3 separate regions of the Mus musculus genome follow, and all the other regions are linked to region 1. A link is a contact called in public Hi-C and HiChIP or PLAC-seq data. All regions are on one chromosome and are shown on one strand. Each heading gives the region's core, a stretch centred on a gene start, on an enhancer-like site or on the middle of the called end of the contact. The rest is flanking DNA. Distances are from core to core; before and after follow the strand shown. Region 1 overlaps Dipk1a (divergent protein kinase domain 1A). Region 2 overlaps Ccdc18 (coiled-coil domain containing 18). Region 3 holds the start of Tmed5 (transmembrane p24 trafficking protein 5).

Region 1 (3,306 bases), core at 586-3,085:
GGTGGATTTCTGAGTTTGATGCCAGCCTGGTCTACAGAGTGAGTTCCAGGACAGCCAGGGCTATACAGAGAAACCCTGTCTCAAAAAACAAAAACAAAAGAAACAAAAAAACAAAAACAAAAAAAATGGATATAAGAAATTTATCATCACCAGTTCAGCCTCAGAGAGAGTCACGTGAGCTAGTGCTGCCATTGTTCTTGTCCCTGAACGTAAAAGCTCCTCGCGTAACTAATAACAGAGTTCCTTTCTGAACTTCAAATTGTTCCCCAAGATGTTCTACATCAAAGCCAGTAGTAAAAGCATCTCAGCCCAGCTTCACTAACATTCTTTTTCCAAAAGTTTTTTAAGGCTGGTGGTCATTGCTCACAATAGGTCTCTAAGTTCTTCTCTAGTGCAATGATAATAATCTGCTCCAGCAGCAATGCCTGAGAGAGATCAAGGATTAGTACTGTGAGTGCCAGAGATACTGCCCAGTGAGGGGCTGGAAGCCCCCTAGAGTTTTCACATAATTCTTAGATTAAGAGGGATGTGAGGGCAGCAAGCAGAGCAGAACTGCACAACAACATGATGTCCTCAGAACCATGCCTCAACTGAGAGACACCGTCCTGGCTGTGCTAACCGGTGAGCCAAATTCTTTCCATGAGTTCTAAAACCATTTATTATTCCTCCTGCGTGATCCTCAGCACTTCAAATTATCAATTGTCTCCCAAGTATTAGTGGTACTTTGTGAGGCTTAGGGATTAGTTCCGGGGACACGTGCTTGCACAGAACCTTGGGTCTGGTCCCCAGCACTCAAAAAATTAGAATGGAGGAAGGACCTGATGGAAGGAAGGAGGGAGGGAGGGAGGGAGGGAGGGAGGGAGGGAGGGAGGGAGGGAGGGAGGGAGGGAGGGAGAAGAGAGGAGAGAGATGGGAGAGACAGAGAGGAGAGAGGAGAGAGGCGTGTGGATGTGATGACTTAGCACCGTCAAACTGGGGACCTGAATTCAACCTCTGGTGCCACATGTTGGTTGTACAGAATTAATTCCCACAAATTGTCCACCACACTTGTCCTGTGGCACTTGAATACACACCTCTCCACACACACATACACACACAGAAAAAAAAAACTTTTGACTTGTGTCACCAATACCATTTTCCCTTTGTTTCATTCTGTTTTGTTTTGAGATGGTCTCACTTTGTAGCCCTGACTGGTCTAGAGCTCAAGAAGGTCAGCCTCTGTGCCCCAAGTGCTGACTTCCAAACTTTCAAACTTCATTTTCTTAGTTTTTCTTGAAATTAAAATGATACCATTTTCTTCTTCCCTTTCCTTTCTCCAGACCACACTCACACACCTCGAATTCATGGCTTCTTTTTCTTAAATTGTACATACATATATAATATATTCCTAAATATACAACTACAACCTACCTGCTCAGTCCGTATAAGGTTCATTTATGTAACTGATTTCAGGGTTGACTGTGTGGTGTTGGGTAACCCTTTGATGTGACTCTGAGAAGGCTGTCTACCCTGCTCATCGTTGCTTAGTTGCCTATAGTTCTACCTCCGGGTTGGGGCACTGATAGCTTCCCACTCTGTGTTAGCATACATTTTGGTTTCCTTGTTGTTCGTTGGTTTTGTCTTGTGTTTCATAAATATTTTCCAATCTTAAGTTTCTCCTTGTCTAGACTTAACCCTTGTGACTTAATTGTTGAAGAAATGGTCTCTTTGTATTGCATGTTTCCCACAGTCTGGAGTTTGCCACAAACTGTCCTTTGCTTCAAGGTTGCCAGTGCTACCGGCTGTCTCCACCATTTCCTGTGAACGGGTGGTTGCAGCTAGAGGTTTGATCCGATCCAGAGCTTCCTTCCTTTTCGGCTGTAGCCAATGGCAGCATTGTTGATCTCTTCTTGCACGGGGACTTTGTGTGTGTGTGTGTCTGCTTGGTGCACAGCATGCTTTGCAGGCTTTAATCTTAGTGGAGGCTCAGAATGCTAGCACGTGTCAGTTTATAGCTGATGATCACACTTCTTAGGTCCAGTAATCTCAAATGATTTTTAGACAGGCCTCTTGGGTCCATTGTGTTGCATGTGATTTAATTTTGTGGTGTGTGTGTGTGTGTGTGTGTGTGTGTGTGTGTGTGTGTGAATTCACTTAGTGCTATATAAAAATGTTTTGCATTAAAAGTGCTTTTACAATTAGTAATAAAACTCAAAGGACTCAGCCGGGCATGGTGGTGCCCGCCTTTCATCCCAGCACTTGGGAGGCAGAGACAGGCGGATTTCTGAGTTCAAGGCCAGCCTGGTCTACAGAGTAAGTTCCAAGACAGCCAGGGCTATACAGAGAAATCCTGTCTCGAAAAAACAAAACAAAACAAAAAACAAAAAACAAAAACAAACAAACAAACAAACAAACAAACAAACCCCTCAAAGGCCTGAATTATTTGTACTGGGATTCACCATCTGTGAAACCCCTTGAGGACAGATGTCTGAACTGCAGATAGAACCATTTCCCTTTGTGCTTGCTGAGTTGGGTGTGTTTTCCCTTTGAGCTTGCTGTCTCCTGCTCGTGCACCATGGCTCTTTAGTCTCTTTCTGCTTTCTCTGCAAGCTCATCCTGCTCACAGTATTCTACTGTTTCCAAGTGTGAGAAACTGGCTTGGGAATATAAAAGCAAAACTAGCTTTTCATTGTGTGTGTGCATCCTTAATTTATTCTGCTCAGTTCTATCTGTAGACCTCAGTTCTACTGTTTATTAAATCGAACCACTGGAACTCTAGATCCAAAAAGTAACTATCAGGCTGTGTTGACCAACCGCCACGTTTGAATATTGAATGGCTTGATCTATGGCTGATGTAGAAAGGCATCAACAGCTGAGATCAGATATCAGAGCAGCGCACACAAAACATTGCAAAGGGGAGCCTGTTGTGTAGCTTTGCCCATTGGCGTGCAAGGAATAATTTTTGCTTTTCTTTCTTTTTGTTTTTCTTTTTGTTGTTGTTTTGCTTTGCTTTTCTTCTTTGAGACAGGATCTTATATAGCCTTGTCTGGCAACTCAGTATAACTAACAATGACCTTGAACCTCTGATTCTCCTACCTCTACCTCCCAAGTGCTGGAATACAGGTTTCTACCAACATACCTGGATAAATCTTATTTTTACAGACTTGTGTACACACACACACACATACACACACACACACACCAGATCAGGCAGGGTTTTCCTATGTAGTACTGGCTATTTGGGACTCAGGGTTAGTGTTAAGAACTTGCTCTGAGCCGGGCATGGTGGCACATGCCTTTAATCCCAACACTTGGGAGGCAGAGACA
Region 2 (3,306 bases), core at 576-3,075, 230 kb before region 1:
AATTAGAGCATGCTAACAAACAGACTTCTATGCCAATATTCACAGCAGCATGATTTACATAGACTAAAAGCAGAAATAGTCCAAATGTTCACCAACCACTGCCTAAATAAGACACAATACATGCACACAGCTGAATACCATTCAAAACTAAAAAGAAATAAAATACTAATATGTCTTGATATGAATGACCCTCAAAATATGAAAACAGATGCAAGAAAATTCACATAATGTTATAACTATATTCATATGAAATGTCCAGAAAAGACAAACCCATAGAAATCCAAACTATTGGGGCTGGTGAGATGGCTCAGCGGGTAAGAGCACTGACTGCTCCTCCAAAGGTCCCGAGTTCAAATCCCAGCAACCACATGGTGGCTCACAACCATCCGTAATGAGATCTGACGCCCTCTTCTGGTGTGTCTGAAGACAGCAACAGTGTATTTACATATGATAAATAAATAAATCTTAAAAAAAAATTCAAACTATTATTGGTTTCCCAGAGTGGGGTGCATTAATTGTAAAGAGGCACAAGGGAAGTTTTAGGTATAATAAAAATATGTAAGACTGGATTGCAATGACTGCTACAAACCTAAAACTCAGCTCAGTAGTATACTTTTGTTTTTTGTTTTTGTTTTCTGTGTAGCCCTGGCTGTCCCGGAACTCTGTAGACCAGGCTGGCCTCAAACTCAGAAATCCACCTGCCTCTGCCTCCTGAGTGCTGGGATTAAAGGCGTGCATCAACACTACCCAGCAATAGTATACTTTAAAGGATTGAATTTTCAACACATAAATAATCCTTCAATAAAACTCTTCAAAAATTCTGTGCAGTTCCTATATATGCATCTCAGAGGGCAAGAAAGGGTGAAAGGGTAAGAAAGGTGAGTGTGAGGAAATAGGTACCAGATGAAAGCGCCACTGAGCAAGCAAGGGTGAGGACAGAAGCTAGGAAAGCGGCCACAGAATGACTGACACTCTTTAACACAGCAGGTTCCTTTTCCACTGCACAGTCAGGTGGGCTAGATTTCTTTTCAAACATACTTACTGGTATCTGGGTTATCAGTTTTTCTAAACTCTTCAGTTCCACCCTTGAATTATCAATGTCCTGCTGACACAACTCTAGTCGTTCATTCTGTGTTGCAACACGAACCTTCAATTCTCGATTTTCATTTAATAAGGAAAACTTTTCTCGTACTATTTCATCTTTGTCCTCTAACTCCCTCTCTAGCTTCAGAATACATTGTCTAGATTCCGTTAACTGTGACATGACTTCTGAGTTTTTCATTGCCATAATCATTAATTTTTCTTTTCCACTGTAATGTTCTTCTTTTAACTCCCTGTGAAGAAAAAAGCATTAAAGTGAAATATGCACACATTTTCAATAATCACCTTTAAATACTCTCACTTTAAACCAAGGACACAACAAAAAAGGGAAAAGTATAGGCCAATATCCTACATAAAAATAGCAAAAATCCTCAACAAAATGCCAGTCCACTGAATACAGCCCATACTGAAAATTAGTTACAATGACCCAATGGCATTTATCCTAGGGATACAAGGATGAGAGGACAAGCATAGTAGCCCACATGTATTACCAGCAACCAAGAGATGAAGACAAAACAACTATTCTGAGTTTGAGCAGAGCCTGAGCGATACAGTGCCTCTGGACCAGCCTGGGCTACAGTGTGAGAAAGAAAGGAGAAAAGGATGATAACACCTGGTAGATGAGGGTTAAGCTCTGAGGTAAGCAGGGAACTTGTGAGAGCTGTGTCCTGACTATAAGAATGCCTCATTGTGGTTAAACGTACTTAAAGCTGCAGTTGCAGTCTTCCCACTAATGAGAAACTGAGGTGCCAGGGCACTTTCCTAACTGCCACACATGCATACTAACAAAACACTGTATACTCAAAGGATTTTTACCACATTGTGGTTTTGACAACTGTGCCCCTCTCACCTTTGTGAACTTTCAAGAGGATTATGGAAAGATCTTGTTCACCATGATCTGGGAGGGAAAAAAGTTACTACACCCACATGACTATGTCATCCACTACAAAAATAGTTTAAGTATCCACACAGAGGACTGATGGCTACTATCCAGCTGCCTCAGGACAAGTCACTCCAATCTCTCTTTGGAGTGTGCTTGTTTTGCTTTGCTTTGCTAAGTAAACTTCTGCTTAAACTGTATGTCTCTAGACAGAATTTCCTCTGAAAACAATTGCAAAGAAAGATATTTATGCTGGGCACGGTGCTGTACATCTTTAATCTCAGGAGGTAGAATCAGGTAGATCTAAGGCCAGCCTGGTCTACAGAGTAGGTCCCAGTACATCCAGGGCTACACGGAGAAACCCTGTCTTGAAAACTCTGAAAAAAACAAACCAAATTCATAAAAAAATAGGAATAAATAATTAAAACCAGGCAGAAATTACTGGCAATAGAGGAGCTGGCCTTTAATCCCAGAATTTGGGAGGCAGAGGCAGGCAGCTCTCTGAGATAAAGTCCACCCTGGTGTACAGAGAGAGTTTCAGGATACCCAGGGCTGTTACACAGTGAAGTCATCTTGGAAAAAGAAAGCAGGGAATTACTGAAATGGAAACAAACAAATGCAAAGAATCAGTGAGACAAAAAGTCAGTACTTAGAAAAGAAAAACAGGGGCCTAGCAAACACAGAAGTGAATGATCACAGTCAGCTATTGGATGGGTCACACGGCCCCTTATGGAGGAGCTAGAGAAATTACCCAAGGAGCTAAAGGGAACTGCAACCCTATAGGTGGAACAAGAATATGAACTAACCAGTACCCGGGAGCTCTTGTCTTTAGCTGCATATGTATCAAAAGATGGCCTAGTCGGTCATCACTGCAAAGAGAGGCCCATTGGACTTGCAAACTTTATATGCCCCAGTACAGGGGAACGCCAGGGCCAAAAAGGGGCAGTGGGTGGGTAGGGGATTGGGGGGGTGGGTATGGGGGACCTTTGGGATAGCATTGAAAATGTAAACGAGGAAAATACCTAATTAAAAAAAAAAAGAAAAGAAAAGAAAAACAAAGGCTGGGGAGGCAACTCAGAAATGAAAAGTCTCTGCTACTCTAACAGGGGGACATAAGTTCCAATCCCAGCACCCATGTCAAGTGGCTCAGTGTCTGTAACTCTAGCTTTAGAAATCCAACGCCCTCTTCTGATCTCCAAAGACACTGTTCTCACAAGTACAACTCCTCACCCCTAAAACAGGCACACACACACACTTTAAAATAAAAACAAGATCTGTTCAAAAGCTATTTTATAAAATATAAGACAATATATAATATATATATA
Region 3 (3,306 bases), core at 513-3,012, 210 kb before region 1:
ATGTCAGAAGACAGCTACAGTGTACTTACATATAATAAATAATAAATAAATCTTAAAAAAAAAAAAAAGAAAAAAAAAAGAAAGATCATGATGGGCTGGAGAGATGGCTCTGGGTTTAAAGGCATTGCTCTTTCAAAGGGTTGCCACTGATATTCTCAGCCCCCACATGGTAGCTTACAATGGTCTGTAACTCGAGTTTCAGAGGATCCCAAACACCCACAGACACAGAGTAAAATTAATATTCTTGAAATCACAGTAAAGGATGCTTTATTATTGTAATTACTAAAATAAAAACTAAAAAGTTTTAGAATTTCCACTCCTACTATAGAACTTTCTGCATAATCTTACAATTTCACTTCTCTCTCATATTCCATTTAATTTTTTTTTCACTGTAGCACCTCTTTCATTGCCTTTCTTAAAATTTGGGTTACAGATATTATTAATTCCCACCTATTATGTTCAAGAGTGTAATGCACTTAGGAAAACTCAATTATTTTGAACGGATAAATGAATAAACTGCCTTCTCCCTCCCTCACTCAGGTAAAAACGGTCCTGGTACATTAATTTCCCACGCAAAATTTCTCAGGAGTAGGGTGGATTGGAAAAAAAAACAAAAACAAAAAAACACCTCGCACCTTATTGGAAAAAGTTGAGGCCTAAAATTAAACGAGATATTTTGTAGATGTAAATGTTTCTACCCTTTTCTACCCTGTTTCTGGTTTTCTTTTTAACAAATTTGCTTCTGCATAAGCTGGAAGACTTCCCCAGTCAGTGGCTCAGGAATCCATGCTACTTCACATCTATGCAACATCTCTAGCTTCGTACAGAATAATGGAGGAGAGAAAAGAAGAAACTTGAGACTAGAAAATGCTGATCAGTACTGTAGGACACCATTTAAGTCAGGCTTTTACGTTCAGCAACTTGTGCATTTTCACGTAAGAATTTTCTAGCCGTTCAGAATTGGATACGTCTGGTATTTAAACATCCTCATTTTCCTACGTTTACCTGTAGTATGTGTACGTAGAAAGGCTTATCATCTTACCTATAGGGCGGCCCTGACAACCGTATCTTCAAGTCTAGTGAAAAATGAGTTCTCACACACGCACACTCATCGAGCGAAGGACAAGCACTTTACACTCTATAAAATCCTGTGACAGGACTTTCCGCTTGAGAAAGAGTACATGGTTTTATACAGTATTTTATTTCAAGAAAGAGGTCCTCCATCTGCCTGTAGGGAGTAGAGCAAAGTCTGGCAGCCTCCTTTCCGATTCTGCCTCAAATAAAAGAAAACGCCTCACAAGCAGGCCAGGCGCAGGTCGACTGTCCCAAGAGAAAACAAACCCCTCGGGAAAGCCCTTTTCCAGCCAGGAGGCGTTTGCTCACCACCCAGATCGCAGGCGGGGTTAGCGTCCCCAGACCACGGCGCACCGCGAGCCTCCTCTGCGCTCGGAAGCCTGGGACACTCTCGCAGCCCACGACATGGAAGCCTCTGACTCTCGATGAGGAGAACCAGCGAACCTCCGAGGCGCCGAGTTCGAACCGCCGCGGCAGCCGTTGGGACCCGCCTCCCGGGCCCCGACCCCGCCCACCACGCGGGGCTCTGCGAACGGGAGCGGGGCGCAGGGCATGCCGGGAAATGAGTCTGGAAGCGCGGATGAGCGGCGTGCCGTGGTCACCTCGGACTACATTTCCCGTCGTTACCCCCGCCAACGTTGATTGGCGTGTGTGAGGGAAGCCGAAACCGACAAGTCTGGTGTGAAGGAAGGATGCGAAACCCAGAAGGCAGCCGAAAGGGGACGCTGGCCCCGCCCTCGCCCGGCCCAGTGGAAGGCAGTGCTTCCACCTTCCAAGAGAGTGAGGCTCGCCGCTGCCTGAAGTTCCCTCAGATCGGGATTTCAAATCGGAGACACCAGTATCCCGCACCTCCCTACACGCGTCCAGGCAGAGATCGACAGGGATGGGCGGCAGGATGTGGCTGCCATTCCCCGTGCTGCTCCTGTCCGCTCTGCCCGCAGCGTTGCTGCGCGGGGCGGCCGGCTTCACACCCTCTTTGGACAGTGATTTTACCTTCACGCTGCCGGCCGGCCGGAAGGAGTGTTTCTACCAGCCCATGCCCCTGAAGGCATCGTTGGAGATCGAATACCAAGTAAGTGCGGAAGTGGGCTAGCCTTCCTTGGGCCGGGCCGCACCACATGGTCGCCTCTCACCTACTTGGAAAAGGTGGGACAGCGACCGAGGTGAATCCGAGGAGGGTCTCCTGGGAAACTGGCCTGCTTGGCGCAGGCGTACTTAAGCGGGGCTCCTGGGAGCCTGGAACTCACAAGTTTGGCCAGTCCTAAAATTGACACCTACCCTCTCTCTTCCCTTTCCTCTGGTCGGAAAGAGGCCAGCACTGGTGACGTCAATGGCGTTACTCTTTGTTTCTTAATTCCCCCAAGCCATTTCAAGCTAGTTTACATACCCTACAGTTCTGAGAAGTTCGCTGTAAGGGGTTGATACACGTTCTTCTTTATTATTGGACGAAGTGATAACACTTGTTTGACTCACTCTCACCACTTTCACCAAATCCCGATATTATAAAATCGGCACGATGTTTTGAATTGTGGCTGGGCAGTGGTGGCACACGCCTCTAACCCCAGCATTCCCGTGGCAGAGGCAAGTGGATCTCTGAACAGTCAAGGCTGCATAGTGAAACCCAGTCTTGGGAGTATTGAATTGTGTCCATGCGAAGATCTCTAAGTCAGATTTTGAAATGTGTTGAAATGGACTGTTGCTGTATTTAGTGGTACATTGTCATCCCGGGTGTACATCCATCACTTTGAAATCAAATAAGATAATAGTGTATGACCTTTCTTCCATTGAACTTTGTCAGCTTTCTTCCCGTGTCATTGTTTTCTTTTTAGTATCAGCAGAATACGCTTATTATTAAATCTTTTTTTAATTCTTATGTAAAACTTTTATATGTGGAGCCTTTGGGATTATTTATAGATGTTTACAGTAATTACAGGAAGTATCTAAAGTCATAATATACAAAAATCTCAGCACAACTAAGGTTACAGCTTAATATTTCTTGATTTCCACTTGTGAACAAAAGTTTAGCATTTACTGAACAATTAATGTATGCAAGGAATTGTTCCAGGAGGAGGAACAAACTGAGAAAAACCTGGTTCTCAGGAGTTTGGGGGTTCATAGGCAGGCTTTGTTTGGGCTTGATGGGTTTGGTAGGCTGTGGTTGGATGGATGGTTGGTTGCTCTGGTTTTTGTGACAAGGTTTCAACTATGTATCCAATGGCATTGAATTCAGTA

What was found. Hi-C and Micro-C count contacts between places; a contact is called where the count stands out from the background. HiChIP or PLAC-seq counts read pairs in DNA pulled down with a chosen protein or histone mark.
Region 2: a Hi-C map of the P5424 cell line shows a contact between it and region 1, with 2.8 times the contacts expected there. The contact joins two enhancer-like sites. A contact is called at or near these places in 2 of 15 datasets of contacts at CTCF or cohesin (embryonic stem cells and pro-B cells), 82 of 484 Hi-C or Micro-C datasets (the 3T3-L1 cell line, the AML12 cell line, the AtT-20 cell line and 40 more), 6 of 115 datasets of contacts at active chromatin or transcription factors (T-cell acute lymphoblastic leukemia, astrocytes, bone marrow-derived dendritic cells and 1 more) and 1 of 9 other capture datasets (embryonic stem cells).
Region 3: a contact with region 1 is called in an H3K4me3 HiChIP or PLAC-seq map of bone marrow-derived macrophages, with 5 times the contacts expected there. The contact joins the promoter of Tmed5 here to the enhancer-like site in region 1. A contact is called at or near these places in 5 of 39 promoter capture datasets (the HPC-7 cell line, cranial neural crest, embryonic stem cells and 2 more), 7 of 484 Hi-C or Micro-C datasets (B cells, bone marrow-derived macrophages, cortical neurons and 2 more), 20 of 115 datasets of contacts at active chromatin or transcription factors (the HPC-7 cell line, the NIH/3T3 cell line, the SCID.adh cell line and 13 more) and 3 of 9 other capture datasets (adipose tissue, embryonic stem cells and liver).

What each region holds. Positions count from the first base shown.
Region 1 is chr5:107,925,265-107,928,570 of GRCm38.p6, reverse strand. All of the region lies in intron 1 of Dipk1a (divergent protein kinase domain 1A), which reads left to right. Among named protein-coding and RNA genes, the nearest start is that of Gm26387, 20 kb to the right of the region's middle. Within about 2 kb of position 1,835, at least 78 of the 459 cell types and tissues checked have an H3K27ac peak or open chromatin away from gene starts, as enhancers often do. A contact at or near this core is called in B cells, DN3 thymocytes, the HPC-7 cell line and 10 more, where this site is marked.
Region 2 is chr5:108,159,495-108,162,800 of GRCm38.p6, reverse strand. Ccdc18 (coiled-coil domain containing 18) reads right to left here. Exons shown (of 29, transcript NM_028481.1): 9 at 1,043-1,334. Among named protein-coding and RNA genes, the nearest start is that of Ccdc18, 28 kb to the right of the region's middle. Within about 2 kb of position 1,825, at least 12 of the 459 cell types and tissues checked have an H3K27ac peak or open chromatin away from gene starts, as enhancers often do. A contact at or near this core is called in DN3 thymocytes, the P5424 cell line, T-cell acute lymphoblastic leukemia and 2 more, where this site is marked.
Region 3 is chr5:108,131,076-108,134,381 of GRCm38.p6, reverse strand. It overlaps Tmed5 (transmembrane p24 trafficking protein 5), which reads left to right and starts at 1,762. Exons shown (of 4, transcript NM_028876.3): 1 at 1,762-2,146. The coding sequence starts at 1,958. It overlaps Ccdc18 (coiled-coil domain containing 18), which reads right to left and starts at 1,468. Exons shown (of 29, transcript NM_028481.1): 1 at 1,384-1,468.